6 separate regions of the Mus musculus genome follow, and all the other regions are linked to region 3. Evidence: chromatin contacts called from public Hi-C, HiChIP or PLAC-seq, Micro-C and promoter capture Hi-C data. All regions are on one chromosome and are shown on one strand. Each heading gives the region's core, a stretch centred on a gene start, on an enhancer-like site or on the middle of the called end of the contact. The rest is flanking DNA. Distances are from core to core; before and after follow the strand shown.

The links. A called contact is a pair of places that touch in the nucleus more often than the background predicts. HiChIP or PLAC-seq counts read pairs in DNA pulled down with a chosen protein or histone mark. Capture Hi-C pulls out chosen DNA fragments and counts their contacts.
Region 1: a contact with region 3 is called in a promoter capture Hi-C map of adipose tissue, with 4 times the contacts expected there. The contact joins the promoter of Efcab11 here to the promoter of 1700064M15Rik in region 3. A contact is called at or near these places in 12 of 39 promoter capture datasets (the 3T3-L1 cell line, 3T3-L1-derived adipocytes, the C10 cell line and 6 more), 1 of 15 datasets of contacts at CTCF or cohesin (large pre-B cells), 14 of 484 Hi-C or Micro-C datasets (the Ba/F3 cell line, CD4 T cells, LSK cells and 8 more), 12 of 115 datasets of contacts at active chromatin or transcription factors (acute myeloid leukemia, bone marrow-derived macrophages, cardiomyocytes and 8 more) and 5 of 9 other capture datasets (adipose tissue, embryonic stem cells, liver and 2 more).
Region 2: a Micro-C map of embryonic stem cells shows a contact between it and region 3, with 1.7 times the contacts expected there. The contact joins the enhancer-like site here to the promoter of 1700064M15Rik in region 3. A contact is called at or near these places in 4 of 484 Hi-C or Micro-C datasets (embryonic stem cells and muscle stem cells) and 4 of 115 datasets of contacts at active chromatin or transcription factors (bone marrow-derived macrophages, embryonic stem cells, fibro-adipogenic progenitors and 1 more).
Region 4: a contact with region 3 is called in a Hi-C map of the MNK3 cell line, with 6 times the contacts expected there. The contact joins the enhancer-like site here to the promoter of 1700064M15Rik in region 3. A contact is called at or near these places in 1 of 15 datasets of contacts at CTCF or cohesin (CD8 T cells), 14 of 484 Hi-C or Micro-C datasets (B cells, CD8 T cells, LSK cells and 9 more) and 4 of 115 datasets of contacts at active chromatin or transcription factors (CD8 T cells, bone marrow-derived macrophages, embryonic basal ganglia and 1 more).
Region 5: a contact with region 3 is called in an H3K4me3 HiChIP or PLAC-seq map of embryonic forebrain, with 3 times the contacts expected there. The contact joins the enhancer-like site here to the promoter of 1700064M15Rik in region 3. A contact is called at or near these places in 2 of 15 datasets of contacts at CTCF or cohesin (large pre-B cells and pro-B cells), 16 of 484 Hi-C or Micro-C datasets (the C2C12 cell line, the CH12 cell line, DN2 thymocytes and 10 more) and 9 of 115 datasets of contacts at active chromatin or transcription factors (bone marrow-derived macrophages, embryonic basal ganglia, embryonic forebrain and 4 more).
Region 6: an H3K4me3 HiChIP or PLAC-seq map of bone marrow-derived macrophages shows a contact between it and region 3, with 4 times the contacts expected there. The contact joins the enhancer-like site here to the promoter of 1700064M15Rik in region 3. A contact is called at or near these places in 1 of 15 datasets of contacts at CTCF or cohesin (pro-B cells), 6 of 484 Hi-C or Micro-C datasets (B cells, the G1E-ER4 cell line, bone marrow-derived macrophages and 3 more), 6 of 115 datasets of contacts at active chromatin or transcription factors (bone marrow-derived macrophages, embryonic forebrain, embryonic stem cells and 2 more) and 1 of 9 other capture datasets (bone marrow-derived macrophages).

What each region holds. Positions count from the first base shown.
Region 1 is chr12:99,881,574-99,885,043 of GRCm38.p6, forward strand. Efcab11 (EF-hand calcium binding domain 11) reads right to left here and starts at 1,869. Exons shown (of 6, transcript NM_030172.2): 1 at 1,709-1,869; 2 at 1,189-1,284. The coding sequence starts at 1,783. It overlaps Tdp1 (tyrosyl-DNA phosphodiesterase 1), which reads left to right and starts at 2,945. Exons shown (of 16, transcript NM_028354.5): 1 at 2,945-2,979.
Region 2 is chr12:99,764,701-99,768,317 of GRCm38.p6, forward strand. The region is part of intron 5 of Efcab11 (EF-hand calcium binding domain 11); the gene reads right to left. Among named protein-coding and RNA genes, the nearest start is that of Efcab11, 120 kb to the right of the region's middle. Within about 2 kb of position 1,496, at least 6 of the 459 cell types and tissues checked have an H3K27ac peak or open chromatin away from gene starts, as enhancers often do. A contact at or near this core is called in embryonic stem cells, where this site is marked.
Region 3 is chr12:99,625,645-99,629,501 of GRCm38.p6, forward strand. It overlaps 1700064M15Rik (RIKEN cDNA 1700064M15 gene), which reads right to left and starts at 2,330. Exons shown (of 2, transcript NR_045288.2): 1 at 1,962-2,330; 2 at 409-684.
Region 4 is chr12:99,466,819-99,470,309 of GRCm38.p6, forward strand. It overlaps a transcript of Foxn3 not described here. Among named protein-coding and RNA genes, the nearest start is that of Foxn3, 18 kb to the left of the region's middle. Within about 2 kb of position 1,398, at least 149 of the 459 cell types and tissues checked have an H3K27ac peak or open chromatin away from gene starts, as enhancers often do. A contact at or near this core is called in B cells, CD8 T cells, the MNK3 cell line and 8 more, where this site is marked.
Region 5 is chr12:99,852,273-99,855,931 of GRCm38.p6, forward strand. Efcab11 (EF-hand calcium binding domain 11) reads right to left here. Exons shown (of 6, transcript NM_030172.2): 4 at 3,266-3,367; 5 at 2,338-2,428. Among named protein-coding and RNA genes, the nearest start is that of Efcab11, 29 kb to the right of the region's middle. Within about 2 kb of position 1,364, at least 13 of the 459 cell types and tissues checked have an H3K27ac peak or open chromatin away from gene starts, as enhancers often do. A contact at or near this core is called in embryonic forebrain, where this site is marked.
Region 6 is chr12:99,787,400-99,791,157 of GRCm38.p6, forward strand. All of the region lies in intron 5 of Efcab11 (EF-hand calcium binding domain 11), which reads right to left. Among named protein-coding and RNA genes, the nearest start is that of Efcab11, 94 kb to the right of the region's middle. Within about 2 kb of position 2,357, at least 98 of the 459 cell types and tissues checked have an H3K27ac peak or open chromatin away from gene starts, as enhancers often do. A contact at or near this core is called in B cells, bone marrow-derived macrophages, macrophages and 3 more, where this site is marked.

The DNA of each region.
Region 1 (3,470 bases), core at 619-3,118, 260 kb after region 3:
TGTACAAGACTTGGCCTGTCAAAACCCTGCCAAGGAAGGCAGAGGGGCTATAAGGTGCCCACCTTCTGTAAACCACCCTAAGGAAGCTCACTGGGCCACAATCTGCCTGCCTGCCTGCCTGCCTGCCTGCCTGCCTGCCTGCCTGCCTGCCTGCCTGCCTGCCTGCCTGCCTATCTATCTATCTATCTATCTATCTACCTACCTACCTACCTACCTACCTCTCTAAAAAAAGAAAAAAAGAAAGATAATTAAAGTCAAATGTGTACATCCTTAGACTTAGCAATTATATTTCCAAGAATTTTGGTATCTTCATTTCTTTGTCATTGTTCTAAAATGTTGTCTCATTGTGTAGTCCAAATTGACCTTGAATTCCTGATCTATCAAATGCTCCCAAGTACAGCAATTACATATCCATGATTTATTCACACTCACATACACACCCAGAGGCACATGTGCGCATGTATTCCACAAAAGGCATGATCTATGGGTGTATGTAGATGTAACATGATGATCACTGAGACAATGCTTGCAGGTTAATCCAAACAACAACAAAGGGTAAACTGGCTAAAGAGAATATTGTACAACTGTATTTTAAGATGGTAATGTGGTTTGCTTTGGGTTTGTTGCTAAGTGGAAAATGGATGTTAAGATAAAACAGTGTGGAACTTCTGTAGAAGATTGTGCCTATACCTGTATGTAGAACAATACAGAAGAAACTGGTTAACCCCTGATAAGTGGGACCCCAGTCTAGCGTAAAGAGAAGGGATCTTGTGGACTGTATGAACATATTACTTTTACCAATTAAATAAAGCCACCCAGAAACTTTACTATACGTATCAGCTAGCCGGTGGATTCTTCCTCTTACAAGACCACCTTCCCCTCCCAGACTCCCACTCTCTACCACCCTATATTTCTTATAAATACTCGTGGAGATGTTTGTTGCCTCTACTGGCATAGATACCTAGTTTGCACCTGTTTGGGCCTTTAAAGGGGGGAGGGGTTTGCGGGGAATTAGGTGGTGGAGGCATTTTAGGCTTATAAATCAGAGATTTGCTCTACAGGTATCAGAAAGTATTCCTGGCCAGTTTTCTTAGGATTCATTTCTACAGCATTATCCGCCCCATCTAAAGAAGGGAGAAGAGGAAGGGAGAGAGAAGGAGACGAGGGGAAGAGAGGAAACGTTCTAACCTTGGAGGGTTTGTACCCAAACAGCATTACAATCGCAACCTTAAAGTCCTCTCGGCTTAGGTAGCCTTTGTTGTCTTCATCGCATGCTTTAAATACCTAAGGAATATTAAACATCTACAGTTAGTAAGCCAGAAACCAGAAACACAGACATCTTAAACTCAACCTGGTTGTGGAGCTTTCAAAATGCAGTTTCAGTACTCTAGTTTTAATTCTCAAGCAATATAACCGCCGAGTTAAAGATTTCCCTCTGTCCCCTCTCCCCAAAGTTTAAGGAACTTGACCAAGTTTAAGGGGCTGACAAATCCATTCCTCTAAACCGCTGGAATAAACTGTACTCGAAAGCTCAGTCCTGGGATTGGGAAGGTGATGGGACGGATAGGAGGTCGAGGTGATTATCCGTGGACAGTGTGGTGGGCGGGGAAGTGATCAGAGTCCTGCAGCAATGCCAGAACCAAGAGGGGTGACAGAAGTGGCCCTGGTCAGGCTTAAGTCTGAACTCGGGTCGCGCTCCCACACCTACTTTCACCCATTTCCTGCGTTCTGAGGCGCTGGCTTCGCCTGCTCGGGGCCTTGCGCCTGCCTCTGACAAGAACATCGCCACCGACACGGAGACCAAGCCAGGCGTCTCCTCCGCTGCAGCGAGAACACAGACCAGCCACTGCGGCCTCGCCCACCACCGCTGGGACTCAACTTCGCCGCGCAACTCCAACGTCTCCTCCCATTGGTCAGTCTCCGAGCCACTGGCGTTGATTTCGTACTGTCATTGGTTAAAGGCGCTGTTTAACGATGGGGCGGGGCCTCAAGGCCCGCTCCCAGACCTTGGCCCCGCCCCTACTCGATTTTTCTTGTCTTAAGGGAGGTCTGGTACCTCTGGGCTCTCTTAACTCGTTTTGATTGCTTTCAGGCTCTCTCCCAAATTTACAATAAACTCTTTTTGATTATTCTGACCCGTGTCATTGCTAGATTTGGCAGGAGACACACGAAGAATGTGAAAAAAAAAGCACACAAACACAAATAATGAGTGAACACCAAGATTCATTTTTAAACTGCAAGTCTTTGGACGGCCTTCGCAGAGCAGCTACTATGTTTATTTTCGCCCTCTTGGTAACCCTGGCACGTAACACTGTGTCTAGGACAATTAAACGGAATGTCCCGTTTTTTTGAATGTTTACACAGAATTGATTATTCAACCCCCCGGAAGGCGATGCCTGACGTGAGGCTGACTTAAGGAACAGCACAAGAATCCCATACCAGACATCTTTATAGAAGATGAGGAATACCCTCTACCCTTCTGGCAAATCAGTGAGATTGACAAGAACATGACCGTTTCAAAGGAGAAACCTTCAAAGGAGGTTCTGAGTCTGATGGGAGCTCATTTAACTTTTTATCTAGCAGTCGATTTTAAAGTCTGAAGCAGCTGTCTTTTTCTACCGCTCACCCATCTCCCAGAGCACGCCGCTGTCTTAGCCTTGAGAGCCTGAAGCTGCCTAAAAGCATCCCCAGAATGGAGTCGTTGTTTGCAAATTAACCTCGAGAGAGAAGCTACCACAGCTTTCTGTTTCTCTCTTCTTTCAACAGGAAACTAGCAGAGAGTGAGGCGTTCATTCGGCTCTTTTCTGGTCCTCTTGGTCTCAGGCAAATGAGGCTGTCTTTAGGACCCAGTGGGGGGCTTCCGGAAGGGGAAGCGGCTGGCTAGCTAGGCGGCGGCGCCGGCGAGTTTGAACTGCGCGCATGCGCGGGCGCGCCGCGGGGCGGAGTCTCGGCGGCGGCGGCGGCGGCCTGGCGGGTCAGGTAGGTGTCTGCCGCTGCGGGCGCCGGCTCGGGGCGGGCTCTGGCGGCAGCGGCGGCGGTAACTCTGCGCCCGCCCTCCTCATGGCGGCGCGATGGCCGCTGCCATCAGATGTGGTAGTGGAAGGCCAGCAGGGCTCGGTGAGGACCGCGAGGAGAGCGGCGAGGCCGGGGTCCTTGGGCAGGGTTCCTCCGCTCTGAGTCCCGGGAGCCCCGGACCCTGCGCTCCTAACCCTTGGGACGCGCTGCAGAGCCGCTGGCCTTCGCTCCCTCCGTGGACCACGCTCCACACCAGGGACACCGCCGTGATATTGGGCTGTCTTGAGGTTGAAATGAGTCTGTACGCTTGGAATTGTGTCTGGGCAGAGCTGAGCGCTCGGGGAACGTTGGCAGCTTTACGATTTGCTTACTGTACCCCCAAATTACTGCTCCTTGACCATCGTCAGCACCCCACAGCCCAGCTCCTGCAGAAGCGTCCTTATCGCCACGTGTGC
Region 2 (3,617 bases), core at 246-2,745, 140 kb after region 3:
ACACTCAATCTAATGAGTCTATCCATCTCTCTACATCGATATATTTTGAATCAACCCACACTTTTCTAATTCTTTAGCCACACCCTAGTCTAGGTTCTTGTCTCTGTATCAGTTTGTTGCAATGAATTCTAACGTGTCTCCCATTCTTGGCGACCAGAGAGATGTGTCTAATATGTAAGTGAATGGCTGTCTCTTGCCTGAATATCCCTTGTTCTCCAAAAGAAGGGTTTAACTCCTGACCTCACCAGGTTCTTTGTGATGCTGCGGTCATCTCGTCAAGCTTCATGTCACCATTCCTACTTCACCCTGTTCTCCTGCTCTATCTACCCCTTCTCTTACTCCTGCAATGTGTTTGGAGAAGATGGCGCACATGGACACTTGGCACATACTTTTTCCTTATAGCCAGAGCAACAACTCTATTTTCTGCCTGCATAAACTCTTACTCATTCTTCAAGAATTGGCAGGGCCACCAGTTGTGTTTAGAACCCCACCCCCCCTCCAGTGGGCCAGGTGCCCTACAAGCACTGTCCCAGTAGTTCTCACATCTGAAGAAACTGTTTCATTTTTAAAAAGACTTTGTTTTATCTTACTTGTGTACTTGCTGCAAGTGTACTGGTGCCCCTGGAGGCCAGAAAAGGGTGTCGGATCCCTTGGACTTGAGTTAGAGAGCTTTGTGAGCTGCCTAGCAGGAGTGCTGGGCACTGATCTCAGGTTCTCTGAAAGGGCAGTGAGCGCTGGGAGCTACTGAGCCTTTTCTCCTGTCCCTGCTTAAATTTAAGAAACCACTGGTTCCATGGGCAAGGGCCACAACTGATCAATACCCCATGCTACTGCTACGCACTGGCTAGGCATGCTGGGAACTCTGGAGAGCAGTGGTTCTCTAACTGTGCTTTCAGGATTTCTTTATGCTCTCAAATCCTTAGAACCTAATAAGTGTCTGGTGGTGAATACCCTACCTATTAATACCATGCTAGGAATGATCACTAAAACTAAGAAAACGATTAAAAATTAATTCATTTAAAAATAACAACAGTAAATCCACTACATTTTTATGAAAACAAATTTTAGCAATGAAACAATAGTGAAAAACCTACCATGATTTTATATTTTTGCAAGTCTCTGAAATATATTGCCTACTAAGTTATAGTTTGGCTTGCATGGCTCCCTTAGAATTCCCTTTGAGGAGATATGGTTTGGGACCTAAAGAAAAGTTGGGCTTCCTGCTGTTAAGGAGGTGCAAAAGCAAGAGCCACTGCAATAGCTATGTCATCTGATCAAAGACATTCCCTCTAAAGTCACTCTACACTAGGGCAAACAAGGTGGCTAGGTGGGCACAGTGCTTGCCATGAAAGCGTAAGAGCCTGACTTCAAGACCCCTAGCACCCAAGTAAATAGCAGTGCTGCGGTTTTATTGTATTTGATGTTGATTCTGTTCTCCTGTGAGGGGCTGCGAACAAGGAGTGAGTCAGCACTCAGGTGATTTCCGGAAAACCTGCTTCCCACCTTAATTTGTAAAATAAAGGAGAGCTGATGATTGGGCAGAAAAAGGGAAGGTGGAGTGAAAAGTTGAGAGAGAAGAAGGAAAAACTGGAAGAGGGAGAGGACACAGAGGAGGAGGAAGAAGAGGAGAAGCGGAGCAGAAGCACACGGCCTAGAGAAACTGCAAGTTCTAAGGGGTCTCATAGATGGAGAAGATGGTAGTGTTGCGGAAGATCTGCTCAATCTAGGCGCACAGCATGTATTCATATTAACTGAGTCGTGTTTTCATTGCCAGGGCATAGTTGGGTTGGAGATTTACCGCAACATAGCTGAGCATGGCCAAGCACACCGGTCACGCCAGTGGTGGAGGGAGGGTGTGGAGACACTGGGGTTATCCCCCTGTTCACTGAAAGAATGCTGTCTCAAAGGAATAAGGTAGACCGTGATGCAGGAGTATACCCAGCATCCTTCTCTTGTGTCTACACATGTGTACACTGACATATGCATTCCCATGTGCTTGCATACATACTCCATACACACACAACCACACAGACACAAATATGCATGGATGAATGCATGTGCACACATACACACGTAGAGCTTTCTAGTACTCTGTAGCTCAATAAGTGGTTATTTCTTAAAAAGCCAGGCAAGAGCCGGGTGTGGTGGCACACACCTTTAATCCCAGGACTTGGGAGGCAGAGGCAGGCGGATTTCTGAGTTTGAGGCCAGCCTGGTCTACAGAGTGAGTTCCAGGACAGCCACGGCTACACAGAGAAACCCTGCCTCAAAAAACCAAAAAAAAAAAAAAAAAAAAAAAAAAGTCAGACAAAATGTAGAATTTGGATCAGTATCAACTAAGCATGCATGTTTTAATGCAGTAAAACACGGGTGTGTCCAGGGCTCTCAATGATTCCTTCACCTCAGCGTGCTACGTTGGTCCTCAAAAAAAATTATTAATTCACTGACATATAGCTCTTGGAAATGTTAACATATTCCATTATACAATATAAAAATTATATCTGTTAATAGCAGCACTGAACTCATCACAGAAGTCTATTGAGAAACTGTCAAACTCTCAAGGGTATGCGCAAAGTTCCCAGATTCTCATTTTCACTGGAAGGTTCAAATTCCATCATTGGCAACAAACACCTCCAGTTGTTTTTGTTGAGATGACAGGTTCGCTTCAATCATTTTTGAGAAAATGCCGACCAAATACCATAGTCAGAATAACAGTAGTTTGTCTGTCAGTCACTCTTTCAAATAAAAACAATGCTCCATTAATACAGTGGCCAGGTTCAGCTCTCACACAACCCACTGTGCACGTGATCAGTTTTGTATGTGATGGAAACGACCTGTGGGCATTTCTCAGAATTTTGGAGATACAAGGCAGTGAGGACTGAGAAAAAAAATAGATAATCTGTGTTGCTTCATCAGCATATTTTTTTTAAATGCAACATACTGCCAGCCAGGTGGTGGGAAACATGATGACCGCCACTATACACTGGTGCCACTTCTTGAAGTAACTCATGCACATGGCGCTGTTTCCGTGCCATCGGTGCAAGTGTCAACACAGGGAAGCGAGGCAGACAGCGCATAGAGAACAGCGTTGATCTCATAGCCTCCCTGGGGGCTGCGGGGGTTAACATGGAAAGAGGTTCTAGGGAGTTCAACGGATACAAGGTCATTACAACCAAGCAAGGGTGTGTGTGCTAACACTGCCTGGGACACAAGCCTTCCAGACTGAAACCCACGCTCTATCCCACTCTGCATTCCGCCCCACTCCCCGGACCCCACACTTGGTTTTGGCAGAAACTTGGGTGTTAGTGCTTAGGCCTCAACAAGACATAGTTGGAAAACAACTTCCTAGGTACTATCTGGTTTTATTTATATTGCTTTTTGGACCTGTGTTTGGCTATCAGCCCTCTGGCCTCATGCCCCCTTCTCAAGAGTTAGCTAAATCCTTCCCAGCATTTTGGTAGGCTACTGCAAGATAAGCTGCCAGGTGAGCTTGCTATGGGCATCCTACATTGTACAGTGTGCGGTGAAAGGAGGCAGAGGGGAGAGAGGCCAGGGTTAGGGACTTGACACAAACTGATACTTGTTCAGGAGTATATAACAGATGGTGTAAACCACAG
Region 3 (3,857 bases), core at 1,080-3,579:
TCAACTTTGACAGCTGCCAGCAGTTCGTTTCCACGTCAGGAAACTATGTAGACCATCTAGTGAGGTCCTCTGAGTTGTCGATTGTTAATAAAATAGGACATGCATAAATCCTGTGGGCTCCCCTGAACTGACAGTTGGGCTAACTAAGATGTACAACTCAGCTTTCATCTGAAAAATTAAAAACAAACAAACAAACACCCCCCCAAAACCCAAAAACACCCCAAAACAACAACAATAACAACATCTAACCCAGCAGTTAAAGAGCTGATCTGGGTAATTCTAATTGCCAAACACTTGCAGACACTTTCCAATATCCTGCAGTCAAGTTTTCTGGGCCCATACCAATGTATAACCTTTGTGAGAAAGAGCTGTGGGATAATGAATGAACAGTCAGAGAGATGGCGAGAATTACCAAAGAGAAAACATTAACAAGGGCTAATTTAATGATAACATTCACTGTCGTTTCAACAATCAACATATTTAAACCAGCAAATCCGAAGTCGATTCACTGATTCACCCTTTCCATGAAAAATTTATCAAGTATACATAGTAGCGTAGGTTGGTTATTTTTCTCCTCCAATACTAGCTAAACAGGAGACTGTTGTTTTCAGATGCTTGGTTGCGCTTTCAGAATTAATCTTCTCCCCTCCACCATGTAAATGATACTGCTCTTCTGTTTTGACCCTGAAAGGAGAAAATGACTAAGAGTCAGAGAATAGCTATGCATGTGTCCATACACCTTGTTTCATAGCTAGACACGGTGGTGCATTCCTGTGGAGTAGGAGAGCAGGAGAGTTCAAGGCTAGCCTTGGCTACACAGCAATTTCTTAAAACTGTGCTCTTTTTTGTTATTGTTGTTGTTTTAGACGTTGTCTAGCTGTGTAGACCAGGCTGACCTCCAACCTGCAGTGGACTTCCTGCTTCTGCCTCCCCACAGTGTTACAGTTACAGGCATGTTCCACCATATCTGGCTATACTTTAAAAACTCAGTCACCGACATCAGCCATCACTGTGTGTGGGTACAGATGCACCTGGGCCTGCGTCCTCTCCTTCCATCTTTATATGGCTTCCAGGGGTCCTACTGACTTGTCTGGCTCGCACGGCAAATACCTTTACCTGCTGAGTCATTTCATCTGCGTCCCCATAAATACTTTTTATATGATCATCTCACCAGCTACAAACTAAAAAAATCGGTAAAAAGTAGTTTTTAAAAGCGATTACTCTGACAAAGCGATGGGTAAGAAAGTTGCAAGTGAATGATCCTTCGGAGTGGAAAAGGTTAGCTGTAAATATTCTTTTGAAATATACCGTGAAGGATTTTCACTTTGAGATTAGGGCTGTTCATGCCTCCAGGTTCAAGTGTTGCTCAATCAGCAAGGTGCTCAATTCCCGGTGATTGCTGCTCGGGTTTCTTGTTGATCGAGAATATGCATAATCTCAGCCCAGAGACATTTACCATAAAAATGAATCTAAGAAATAGGCTTTCATTTAAATTTTCCAGTTGCAGTGGATCGAGGAAAATATATGCAGAACATTAAGATGTGAAAAGCTCTGATTCAAACAAGACCAAAGAGGCTGCTTCACTATGTCCCTAACGTTGTGTTCGAATTTAGATGGCAAGCTTTTCCTGTTCAGAGCCCTTGTCAATTTGATTAAAATCACAAACACGTGACTGACTCCGCCTCAGTTAAAAATACTCTCAAGCCAGAGAATGAGCTTTGTATATGCGAGTGGCTTCTCCTGCCCTAGCGAGACTATTGCCCTAGCAAGGGGCGGAGTGGGGTGGTGTAAACGGTTTAAATTTTAAAACCTCTAACCGGATTCTCCGGGTGAAGCCCACTGCAGATTGCCAGTCCGGATTCAGAATCCAGTATACGGACATTTTCGATTTTAAAATGGCCCTTAAGAAATGGATCATTTATTTCAACGTTGTTTTCGAAGACAGAATTTGGAAGCCTCACCGTTTTCTGCATATACTCTTTCTTAGACTTAAAAAAAAAAAAGTCTTTCAGGAGAAAACATTTGCGTAAAAGAAGCACAGCCTCAAGGCCGCTGGTGTGTGCGCGTGAGGGAGCGCGCACGCACGTTTCTGCCGAGTTTAGACATTGCCGGGAAGATCAACTCGGTCCCCAGGAACTGAAAGTCTCCAAGCCGTGACCCGCCCCCGTAGACGTGGACCGGAGCACGGGATCCGGCTACGCCGGAGGGGCGACTCGGTGGCTGGGCCATTCTGGGCGAGCTGGGGCTGCCGCCGGGCCGCCCACACGGGGCTCAGGGCCCGAGCTTCTCGCAGAAGCCGCCAGCATCAGGCGCGGCGGCTGCGCTGCCATGGCAACCATGGCCTGCCGGTCCCCGCTCTCGGGCGCCGGCGCTCCAAGCCCGGCGGGGCGGGGCGGGCGTTGCTAGGAGACCTGCAGCGGGCGTCCGCCTCCGCGGCGCGGTCTCTGGGCTTCCACCCTTCACCTACTTCTGCCTGGTGGTGACTGAGGTGGGGGGTGGAGGTGGGGGTAGGGTTGACGGCCACGTGGTGGCCCAGTGTCTCAGAGCTTCTTCCTTTGGAGAGAGTCGCCCCTTCCTGGCCCTCATGAGGTCCACTTTCCTTGACCCAGGAGCAATGTGGCCCTTTCTGGGGAGGAAACACCTCTGTTTTGTTTCCTCTCCCCTCCCTCCTCGTCTGTCCTCACTTGATCTGATTTAAAAGTCCCTAAAGTCCCTGGAAGGCTTCCTAACCCACTGTTCTTTCCTCTCTAGCCGGATCCATGTCTTGCGTTCAACCAGGAGATGTGCAAAGCACTTTCTGTATGTCATCTAATTCTTTTAAATAAAAATCTTATGATATAGAGGTTAGTTAATTCATTTAACATAAAGTGTAGCCAAGGTCAAACAGCTGGGTGGATGGGACAGGATACTCATGAGGTCCAGTTTTTTTAGATTGCTCAAATTTCCCCCTAGGCTGCCTCTTGGCTAGACCCCCATTCTCTCTGCTGTCCAAGCACGCATACCCACACCAACTGGGACATGCTGTCTGGAACAAGGTCTGACAAGAGGATTGAGAACTTGAAATCAGAGATGGCCAAAATACCTTTGGACAAACGGTTTACACTGGGATGCATCCCTGATAATTTGCAGATGTCCCTGTCTGTAAAGTACTCCTGGCACAATGAGAAACTCGAAATTCTTAGTAAAGAGAGAAAATGGTAACCAAAGACTGACTCGCTGGTTGTGGTTATCCCGTGTTGGGGTAGATCCTTGGAAGGAGGGGTGTAAAAAATTGTTTTCTACTAAACTATGTCCACAAAGTTTACCTATTTATCATTTATTTATTTTTCCTAGGGAACTGTTGGGTTGTCATGGATATGTGTGCAAGCTATTTATTAAGGAAGTGCTTCCAGCAGAAACTATTATAGGGGGAGTGGTGAGGAGCCAAGCTAAAGAGTAATAATTTAAGGTGAAGATCCAGCCACAGCTTGACCCAAAGCATCCATTTCACAGCAAGGGTATCCCTTGTACAACCATTGTTAGTTTTCTCTCTCCCTCACCCCAGCCCCGCCTCCATCCCTGCAGCCATCTTTGGCTGCATGGAACCTTGTGAGCATAAACACCTAGTGTTCTGGGACCTTGGCTGGGCCAGGATGAATTAACTATTGTAAAATAAAGAAAGGAAGTCCTCTGTCGGAAGTTGGAAGTCCGAGATGTGAGCAGTAAAGCATCTAAACACTCGGGGGCTGGGTGGGACCTGGCAGGATGGGAAGAGACTACCTATAGCACCCATTACAGTCTATCTCGCCACCCCCACCCCTCCACCCCACAAGGTAAGTCTATTCCACTCTGCCACAAATTATTCAAGGTTCTAACTG
Region 4 (3,491 bases), core at 148-2,647, 160 kb before region 3:
AAAAGCAGAAAGAGCACCCGCAAATTAAGCTCAACCCCCAGCAACAAGAAAATGGAGTTACAGCCAGGTTATGGTGGTGCAGGCCTTTAATCCCAGCAATCAGGAGGCAGAGGCAGTTGGATGTCTGTGAGTTCGAGGGCAGCCTGGCCTACAGTAGAGTGAGTTCTAGGACAGCCAGGGCTACATAAAGAAATCCTGTCTCAAATCCCTCCGAAAAGAAGGAAGGAAGGAAGGAAGGAAGGAAGGAAGGAAGGAAGGAAGGAAGGAAGGAAGACAGCAAATGGAGTTGTACTTCTAGACCTAAATTTGAGGAGGCTGAGGGGGCGTGACAGGTCCAGCCGTGGTCTGCCGTACTGAAAATTAGCTAAGAACCCCTCAGTGACATTATTTATTCAACAATATCAAAATGTAAATGAACCACTATGCTAAAAAAAAAAAAAGATAGAAAAAAGAGAAAGAAATCCATACAGCTGGTTTCTATATGAATGCAGAAACACCATTTCTTTAAAAAAAAATATGAACGATTTCTTCATCTCTCACATTCAGTTAGTATACAGTTGGCATTTTCAAAATGCAAACCTGATGTGGCTTTGGAATTCATTGAAGCACATTGGAAGACATCTGAGTGGAGGGGTTGGGGGGTGCGGCAGGGATTCTAGCCATATGCTGCTGGTGCATGGATTTGAATATTTGAAAGGTAATCTAGAAAAGAGAATGCTTCCAGCTCTCCTTACCAACAACAGTCATTCGTAGCAACCACACGTTTTATAGATCGAACCACTTGCCCATGTGTGAGACAATTACACGAGGACGTCAGGGGCTAGCCTCCCAGGGCAGCCTGGCTAGTTCAAGTGTGATTCTCGATAGGCTACTGGACATAGAGCCCAGCAGTCCTCTGCGTCACTGCTAAGGGAGGGATGATGGCTCTGGCCACATTGAGTGTATTCACAAAGAGATTTCCTAAAAAAAAAAAAAAAAAAATGCTCAAGTTTGGTGACCATGGATGAAAAGCTGCGGGGCCTCGCAATGGCTGCCTCCAAACCCGACCAGCAATGCTGTGAAATCAATCATCTCTCCTATCACGCTCATCGGATCCGCTGCTTGCACCCTTCTGTTTATCTGAGCAGCCACAAAGGAAATGGGCAAAAGCCAAGCCCACGGGCAGGGACTCTCCCTCTGGCTCTGATGGTGGTGTGCACCCAGAGAGGGATGGGAGGGACCCCTGTAACAGAACTGGGAAGGAGCCCTGTCAGAGCTCCTCAGCCCTGCCCATCTGTCCCTGGGCCAGGCCTCTAACTGGGTCATTCCGTCAGAGACCACACAAAAGACTGTGTGGTCGTGTGCACGGCTAATCCACTTCCGTGCTTGCAGAGGGCACTAACTCACATAAGAACAAACTCCATCGCCTCGCGCTTGGCTCGCTCACCAAGCCACATGTCTGAGACCCAAACCACCGCAAGTACAGGCTGGCGACGTCACCACAAAAAGAGTCCAAAAACCGAGTACTTTGTTTTCCATGCTTGGGAGGGCGGGGGCGGGGGAGGAAGTGAATGTGGACTTGTGACAGAGCTGAGAAACCTGACCACAACATTGGTGAGGAGGGGCTTTGGTTTTGGATCTGACCTGGCCACGGTTCTCAGTGGGCAAACACCTCCATTAGCTCAGCGAACAGGGGAATGCGCTCATCCCTGAAGGACAGGAAGAGAATAATTCCAGAACCGTGGCTCCAGGAGAGAAGGCTGGCACCTCTGCTTCAGCCCTGTCTAGCCACCACCATTATTCTACTCCTCCCCTTGACCCCATCCTCCATCTGAAACAAACTAGAACCTCAGGTCTGGAGGGAGTCTGGGAGCTGAGGCTTCACAGACATCCTCTCTTTGGCATGGCATGTCCCTAAGATGACACGTGAGAATCTACTCCTCCTACCAAGCACACGTCTTCTCACAGCATCTGTAGCCAGGGACCCCTCTCCTCTGACCCCAATTAATTCAACTCTGACCCAGAGCCCCTCTCTTGGATCCAGCACCCAAAGCTCTCCAAGAGCTCCTGAGGCAGACAAATGAACCCGTGGTCAAGCACGCACATCATCGCCAGGATAGCAGCATCTGAGATCTGGGATGACCTCCATCTCAGGCAGTGAATTACAACAGGTGTGGGGAGGTGTGTGATACATGAATTACCTCCTGATGGGGTTGTAATAGCCAGATCTTTTCTCTGCAGCCTAACAAAGTATGGCCAACAGTGTTACTGTTCTGATGGTAGTATTTGCTTGACTCTAGCCCACCTCACCAACTACTGTCCCTAACCCATCTGCCTTGAGCGGCATGGGCAGCGACTGATACCGCAGCCAGTGAGGAGACTCCAGAAAGTCACCCTCAAAGCACAGTGGTGAGGGTCTGAAGCACACTAGACCATAGCCACCTCATGTGGAATTCCAGGGTGGTAACGTAAGGAGCTGCCGGGCAGGGGAAAGAATGATCAAGTTGCCCCATGGATAGAAAGTAACAGTGACAAATGAGGACTGCCTTCTGTGACAGTCCTTAGCAAGCCAGGAAACACTGGAGAAATTTGAGAATTTGACATCTAAAAACCAAGACCCAATAATCATTCAAGAGTGGAGCGAAGGCTTGGCCGAACTGTTCTTTCTATCGGATTATAAACCACACATCACCCTGTCTTAACTTTACTGTAAGGGGATACTCTAAACACAGTCTGAAAGATACGGACTCTAACTTTATTAGGTCATGCTGCTGATATACACATATAAAGGGATGTGTGCGGCTAATTCAGAAACAGCAAGGAAAGAGTAATGTCTTGCTGGTGCCTCTGCTCCAAGTAATCCATGCAGAGTAGGACAGACACCTCAGGCTGTCCTCTGACCCCTCCATGAGCTCAGTGGCACACTGCCCCCCCACATTCATTCACACGAACGCTCACATGCATACACCCACACACACCCCCACACAAGGCTGTGCCAGTCTATAGTGACGTAAGCTCAGAGATCACACATTTAAGAATAGCTTTTCAAAGCATTTAGATAATGAAGCTGCAGCAACCTAACTGTGAAATAAGAAAAATATCATAATCCCATTTTATCAGTAAGCAGTGTAGTGATTTGTAGACCCAAATCCCTCAGGTATTAATAACAGTTGAGTCAGAATTAGAACTGTAAGACTCCAGGCTCTGTAGCCAGGCCATGGAGCTGTGGGCTTCATCCCATCCGGAGAGGGTAAGGTAAGATGATGCCTGAACCTAGCATGGACCAGTCAGTTCCACAGAATACCTATATTTATTATGATAGCCAATATTTTCACAGTCCTCCAAGGCAACCAGCCTTCCTACTACTGGGCCCATAAATAATCTAGCAAAAGATGATGAGCATTTATTCAGGGAAATGGCCTGGTATACAGTTCAAGACATACACCTGCTGTAGAGGGTAGGTTACTGTGGGATGTGTGTACAGAGAAGGCAGGATAATTATGGGTCAGTCT
Region 5 (3,659 bases), core at 114-2,613, 230 kb after region 3:
GTGCTGGGATTAAAGGTGTGTGCCACCACTGCTGCCCAGCGACAATTTTATACATGGATACAATGTATTTTGATTGTCTTCAGTCCCTACCCTCTTCCCTTATCCTGCTCCATGCCCTCTGGAATCCTTTTGCCTCCTAACACGCTCCTGTCAGAATCCCTGACTTTTTTTAATGGCCCACTGAGTCCAAGGATGCCCACATGTGCATGGGTGTGGCGTTAAGTACCAGTGACCACGCTCCTGAAGACAACTGCCATTCACTCCCCCAGCTGCCATCCGTTCACTGTCAACAGCTCCTCAGGAAGAGGGTAGGACCTCAAATATCCCTTGCCCATACACAGTTATACTTAAAAAAACTAAAACTACTAAAACTTGCAAGATATTTTTAGCCAGGTCAAGACATTCCATTTTCCAACATAGCACACACGCATACAAAGAGTTTAAACAGGCAACCCACATGATTTTGTAAAACGAAGCCATATTTACACATTTTCAAAGTGCTCTCTACAAGGTGGTAGGGTGGAGTTTGGACTGGAAGCCATTACTCTCTTCACTGAGGGTTATGCACTGTCTCTGTCATAGTTTTTCCAAGTCCAACCTGGTGGTACAGATCTGTTAATCCCAGCTACTCGGATGGCTGAGGCAAGATAACACAAATTTACACTCAGAATGAGTTTCAGGCCAGTGTGGGCGACTGGTGAGGTCCTGCCTAAAATGAAAACTACGAGGTGGGCTGGGGACATAACTCAATGACAGGGCACTCGTGTAGCATGCAAGAACCTGGGCTTAAGGCCCAGTTCCAAAAAAAAAAAAAAAAAAAAGTCTCCAAAAATCTCTACAAGGCATCGTCTACTCTAACCATGTAACAGACACTTAAAGGTCAGAAAATCTGGGCAACTCCTTTGTTTCTTAATAGGAAGGGAAGTAAATGCCAAGTTTTAATTCCTCTCAGAATCTATCACTGTAAGGTAGAACTATATTGAGATTCGCCACTTGTCACAACACGCACGAAGCACATAAACAGATGCTAATATACATTTAAAACTTGCTTTTACAAAACCACCTAACATTCTCCTGTAGCCCTTTGTATGCATCAGGATACATGCTCTCCTTCAATAGCTTGCTCAATGGCTTGCCTGTGAGCGAGGCAGCAAGTGAATTTCATATATGTCACTGTTAATGATAATGCGCACAATCCTTATTCAAATAACCTGCTTGATAATTTCCATTGAGCAGAGCTGGCTTCCGGCCAGACTCCATTCAATTACTTTTCTCCCAAAAGCGGATACGTGCCAGATGTCCCCCTATCCATTCCCTCTCTCTCTGCTTCACTATCAGAGCCTCTATTAAGTGGGCACAGGGTTGTCCGAAGCCCCTCCCTTTCTCCCCTGAGATACAAGCAGGAGAACCTAAGAGTTGCTCACTGGGATGTAACCTCAAAAGCAAAGTTGGGTTTCTGTGCTCTTTCCACCTAACACTGGTATCCAGGCGCAATAGAAACAGCCATCCTGCTGGAAGCAGCAGCCAGCAGTTAAAGCTGCCAGAGGAATGAGAAAAGGAGAGCCTGGGTCCCTCAACTATGACGTCATCATTCAGGCCTGGCTTTCCTACGTTTACTGTAGAGAAATATACATATATCTTTTGTGCTCTGTCAGTATTTAGATTTTTCTAGATGTTGCTAGTGATTAAAACCGAATTAATATACCTGGTGACAGCTGAGGATGGGCTCAGCTAGAGACCAGAGGAGAGGGCTGCATGTGCGGGGACCAGAGGAGAGGGCTGTGTGTGCGGGGACCAGAGGAGAGGGCTGCATGTGTGGGGACCAGAGGAGAGGGCTGCATGGGCTTGTGCTGGCTACTAACATTATAACCTGCAGGTTCCTAGCACAAACTGCCCTCAGGCCACTTGGACTACATAACGCAATCTTAAGATGCACTTAACGTGTAATCCACAACTGGTGGCAGCAGCATAGGAAGTGAATGAAGGAGGAGCCTCCATTGTGCCTGAGGTAACAACCTCCAGCTCTTCTCCCCAACTTGAAAACCACGTGTCGCCTTGCTGATAAATGCAGACTGTGTCAAGTATCAAAAGGCTTTTTCGTGACACATAAACTCACAAGCTCTCCTGCACCTCTCCTTACAAGCCCCTGTCCAAGGGAGGATCTAGACTCCCAGCTAACAGACTATGGATTTCTCTCCTGATCCATAACACTACGGTGTAAGAGGAAATGTCCAAAGGTGAAAAATCAACATAGAGCAGGCTCCCTGTTAAACTCCAATTCTTCGAGAGCAAATGGGATACACAAGAGGCCGGATGCAGCGGTCTTAGCATCTGTACCTGAACACCTCCAGCACTGTCCTCGCTGGTAGCTTGGGAGCCACTCGACTAAACGCCCTCTTGAAATCTTCTAGAGTTAAAAATCCACGATCTATATGGAAATAAAATATGAAACATTAGCATGCCTATAAAGCCTGAGAACTATGACTTCAACCATGATAGTCATGGGAAGCTAAATTTTAGTATTTTATTAAAAGGAAGGGGAAAAGCAGTAGTTTACGGTTGATCTTACATAGATCTCACATTGTACCCCCAGTGAGCACATCTCCCTGGAAGAACGTCAGACTGTGGTGGTGACGCCCTACCCTTTGATGCAGTGCTGGGTAAGCTGGAAGACCACTGCTAGCCGTACACCGTCTGAGTCTCTAAGTCCTAGGGAAATGACTGCATAGACGTGATGCACTAGGCTTCGAGTCTTTGTGCTCTGCCAAAACTCCCTGTCTTCCAAACTCCCTGTTTTCTGGCTTGGCATTAGAGCTGTGATATATTAATATTTAGAGGGAAATTATAACGATCACCAGTGCATGAATCTTGGAAGTCATACCTACTGTGGAAAATGATCGTTCCAGTCACGTATGAGTCACAGTGAGAGTGGCAGAAGTGTCTCTCACACATCCATGGGTGGCTTGTGGCTTATGTCCCGGCAAGGCCAGTCCTTTGGCGATCACCATTACAGCATGGGAACAACAGGCAAGCACACAGGTACAGTACACAATCCAGTTATACAAATGTAAATATTGCATCCAGGGTATACGACAGAAACTTAGTATCCCAAAGTAGGAAAGGCTCCTCAGCAACACCTGCGGTCACTGCCAATGAGTGTAGTATAATCTGCCAACTGTACTGCACATTTAGTTCATTGTGATAAATTCCCATTCACAGTTCCTCAGTAGCAATTCTTACATGAAAACACTTTAGAGACACTTACAGTGCACGTCGAAAGCTGTGAAGATCTGCCTTATCTCATTCCGATAGAGTCGCGCTTCCTTCTTTCTCTTTACGGCACTCAAAAACCCCTCAAGTGAAACACCTAGAAGTTGTGGGAGAAAAAAAACAAAAAAAAAACAACTTTTTTTTTCCTGCCATAGATGACTATGACTATTTCTCTTCAGGAAAAAGTAAGCCAGACTTAAACAGACTTAAATATTACAAGTCATCTGAGTTTTATCTTTCACAGAGGGCATTTACTCCTAAATACAGGAAAAAAGGCATCGTGTTGTGCTACATTTGAAGCGGGCCCAACCCTAGCAATCAACAGTGACAACCAGAGACACGCAGGCCCACTGAGCTTCTGAAGGGACGGGGAAACCATGACCTTGAGA
Region 6 (3,758 bases), core at 1,107-3,606, 160 kb after region 3:
GCCTACAGAGCCGTGTGTTAGACAAGTAAACACTATTACCATTTCACAAATTTCAAAGAATCCCTTTTCATGAATTTCACACATCTTTAGTCCTAGGTAAGACATGAAAAACAAGACCATCAAACTTCTCCTTAACTAATTCCCATACTGCATGATTTCATTCTACTGCTGAAGTCTAGTTTCAAAGGTTACTCAATACATACAGTGGCGAACAGTTTGTTTGTTGGTAACTTGTTCCAAATACTGTGTAGAAAATTTCTGTCACTGCACCCTGCCTCACCCCACTTAGCTAATTTTGAGTGTTCTCGACTTCCAGCTTCAAAAGCCATCGTCATGACCCAGGAAACTGTCAGTGGAAAGGCAACTAAGAATGCCAAGGATGGGACTGATTGTGGGGACATTGTGGAGCCTCCTGAATGACCCCACTATTCTCTCTAAAGCAACTCCTTTCCTGTCTATTTCCTCCCTGCCTGGCACAGGGTATTGAAATGTAGTGTCTTACTCATGCTAGGCCACTATTCCACCACCGAGCAATCTGCCCACCTTTCTTTACTTTGAGACAGCATGTCACTAAATTGTCCAGGCTGAACTTGAACTTCTAACCGTACTACCATAGCCTCGAAAGTAGGCTGGAACACAGGCCTGTACCACCTGATACCCATTTTCTTTAACATTTTACAAGGAGTCACATGACTGAAACTCTCAAGTCTGCTGCTGCTGGCAGTGTTAGGGGCATCCTTAGAACCCAGGGGGCCTTGGCCTATTCTTGCCTCCAGGATTTCTGTGATTCTGGAGGTAGATGGCACCCAAAAGCTCCAGGGCTGCACTCTGCCACTAAGCAGAGATGCCACATGCCCTACCTGGGACTACTGTTCAAATTATTAGGCACCCTTGCCCTAACCATCGACTTAGAGGTGTCTCACACTAGAGAGAACCCAGAAATTCTGGCCCTTGAGCAGAACAACACTCTTAACCCGGGTTGATGAGATTGTGAGTGGAGGCCTAGAGCTGCTGCAGGCACCGTGACAGCCTCGGGGGGAGTTGGTCCAAGATCACAGTGAGGCTAAGGCTGAAAGAAGGAAGCCCGGTGGAATTACAGCCAAAGCTAGTCTGGACGATTCAGCAGACAGAGCCAACAGACGCCTTTTCTCACTTAAGGTGAATAAAGTTAAACTGACCACATGTTATACTCAGGAAGGTGACAAGCTGGCTCAAAATTGCATCAAGTTCATATAGGTCACATTGGACAGAGCCACTTTTGAAAGCAGGTGTTGTTAGAGAATGACGGGTGAACCATCCAGTAGTCTGATGGGGACAGAGGCATGGAGAAAGGGAAGGGGCACCTAATTTGAAAAGGAAGGTTCTTCAAAATGTTATCCAGGCTACAATTCTGCCAGGCTGTTAGTAGACTTGAGTTTCAAAAGAGATGGAGTTTTCAATCATAGAAGTTCATTCGTGGTGTAAGTGATAATCAGAAATATATCTAAAATAGAACATACCCCAAATGGCATGGTGGGATAATGGCCCCTTCTGGTCTCCCTCAGATCTCAACCACCCGCACGAAGATCCTGTAGCTCTCAACCCCAGCTAATCCAATGGTCAGGGCCACACAGTATAAACCGTCTCTCTGGTTTAAGATTCTTAAGATCAAGTCCCACACGCTGGGGATAAAACCCTTGTGGTGGTCTAGGAGGCCTACAGGACAGCTGTGTCTGTCTTCTCAGGGTCTCCCTCCTGTAGACAGTATCTCCTCTTCCAAGTCTTCCTAGCAATTCCCTGAAGGCACAGGAGGGTGCTTCCCCCCAGAGTCTCACACACAACTCAAGTCTCTTGAGAAGCCTGCCCCAGGCTCAGTTCATTGTTCCCACTATTTCTCCAAGCCTTATCCAGGTCTCTGCTACACCACGGCACCCTAGAGAAGGCACACTGACCTCAGGTTCCCTGGTTTGCTCACTCACAATTGGCTCTGGAGGCTGGCAGGTAGAGACCACCCATAATGATTCTCACCCCAGGTCAATTTTCCCCCTGGGCTGTGAACTTAAGTGTGAAGTGGGGAATCTGATCTACTTGCTTTCATCACCAATTTGTGGGGTTGAATTGCTCAACAATCCCTAGAATTTTCCTCTATTTGGTTCCTTGCCTCAGCCTTCTCCTTCAGGCCAGCACCTGTGTCTTTGACAGACAATGTCTCCCTTACCTTTGATGCTCTGTGACTTATGTAGAACTCAGGGCAATACCCAGTCCTCTAGAGGCCTCCCCACTACCGGGAGTCCAGACTGCTGCCAGCACAATGATGCTGCCATGGGGCATTTTCTGAGACCTAAAGGGCCATAAACAACACAAAGGAGGAAGTGGTGACTGGCAGAGCTGGCTGGGGACTCTCAAGGCAGCAGGCTCCCTGTCAGTGTTTTCGGCCAACAGCTCTGTGACTGTGGCTTCTAAAGAACTTCCCCTGCATGGCCTGGTTTGTTTTGAGATGGGATCTCACTATCTGGCCCGAGCTGGCTCCAAACTTGTGATCTGTGCCTCGTTCACATTATTCTTTGATTCTCTCTGTGCTTGCATGACTCAATAAGCACATGATTAAGCATTTTATTTAAATAATGCACATGTCTCTGGTAGAACCTGAGGAACTGTTTATTTATGTGTTTGTATGAAACAGTTAAATCAAAATACTAACATTGAGACTAGCTCCACTGAGGAACGAGAGCCTGGACAGGTTGGAGAAAGGGAAGAAGTGGCAGGTATCTTCAATGATGCTCTGTAATTCTAGGGACCTCTGAGGGAGGAGGACACCCCACCCCCTAAGGCTGATCCTGGTTCAGAAAAGCAGAGAAAAGTGTCCTGTTCCACCCCCCCCATTCTTTCTTTAACACTGTTAGAATCCACAGGTTTAAAGTTAGTCACACAAAGGCTTAAAAGTTGTCCCGTGGACTAGCCTGGGAAGGAACTTAAGCTACCACTTAGAGTCAACCTCCCAAACATCCAGAAAGCAACCCATTCTTCGCTAGAGGTTCTACTTCCTTTGTTTCTACCAAGTGGGAAAAATTTGAACCAGCCTGTAGTAAGCGTGCTATAGCATTTATAAGCGTACCTCAAGATAAACCAGGCCACACAGTTAAAGCCACACTCCTGAACAAGCTGGAGCTGGGAGCTCCCCCAGCTCACCCCAGCACTGAGTGAGCTGCCAGCCTGGGGCATCCGGGGAGGCTGGGTCCTGTCACCCTCCACGGCACCTCCTTGTTCCAAGTGTTCACATGAAAGTTGACATTTGCTTATTTTTTTCTGTAGCCAAGGAAAGGCGAACCTGCAAGCCAGGGCTAACTACTCTTCGTCCCCAGCCTTTGAAGCCCATTTCATTTAAGTAATTGGCTTCCCTCACAGGGACCAATTAGAAACCAGGAGGAAAACGGGATTCAGACCTTTCACTAGCCTCTCCGAGACTGAAACCCGGATAGAGCCTGGCTGCTTCTTTACAGAAACAAACATGTGCACATTAGGTCTCATTAAGTCATATGCTAAGGAGATGTAAATATGACCAGTGACATTAAAATATCTCCACGGTCCCTTCCCTCACTGCCACGCTTCGGAGTGTTCAATTCAGCTTGGCGAGGAATATGACCCACCAGACACCAGAGATTCCACTTTGCTTGGAGGGAAGCAATGGAATATAGTCTTTAAAAAGGGTAGCCAGGAAGATCCAAGTGGCTGCCAGAGTGGTCCCCTCCTGCCGTTTTACTCTCTAACTTCTCGTCACT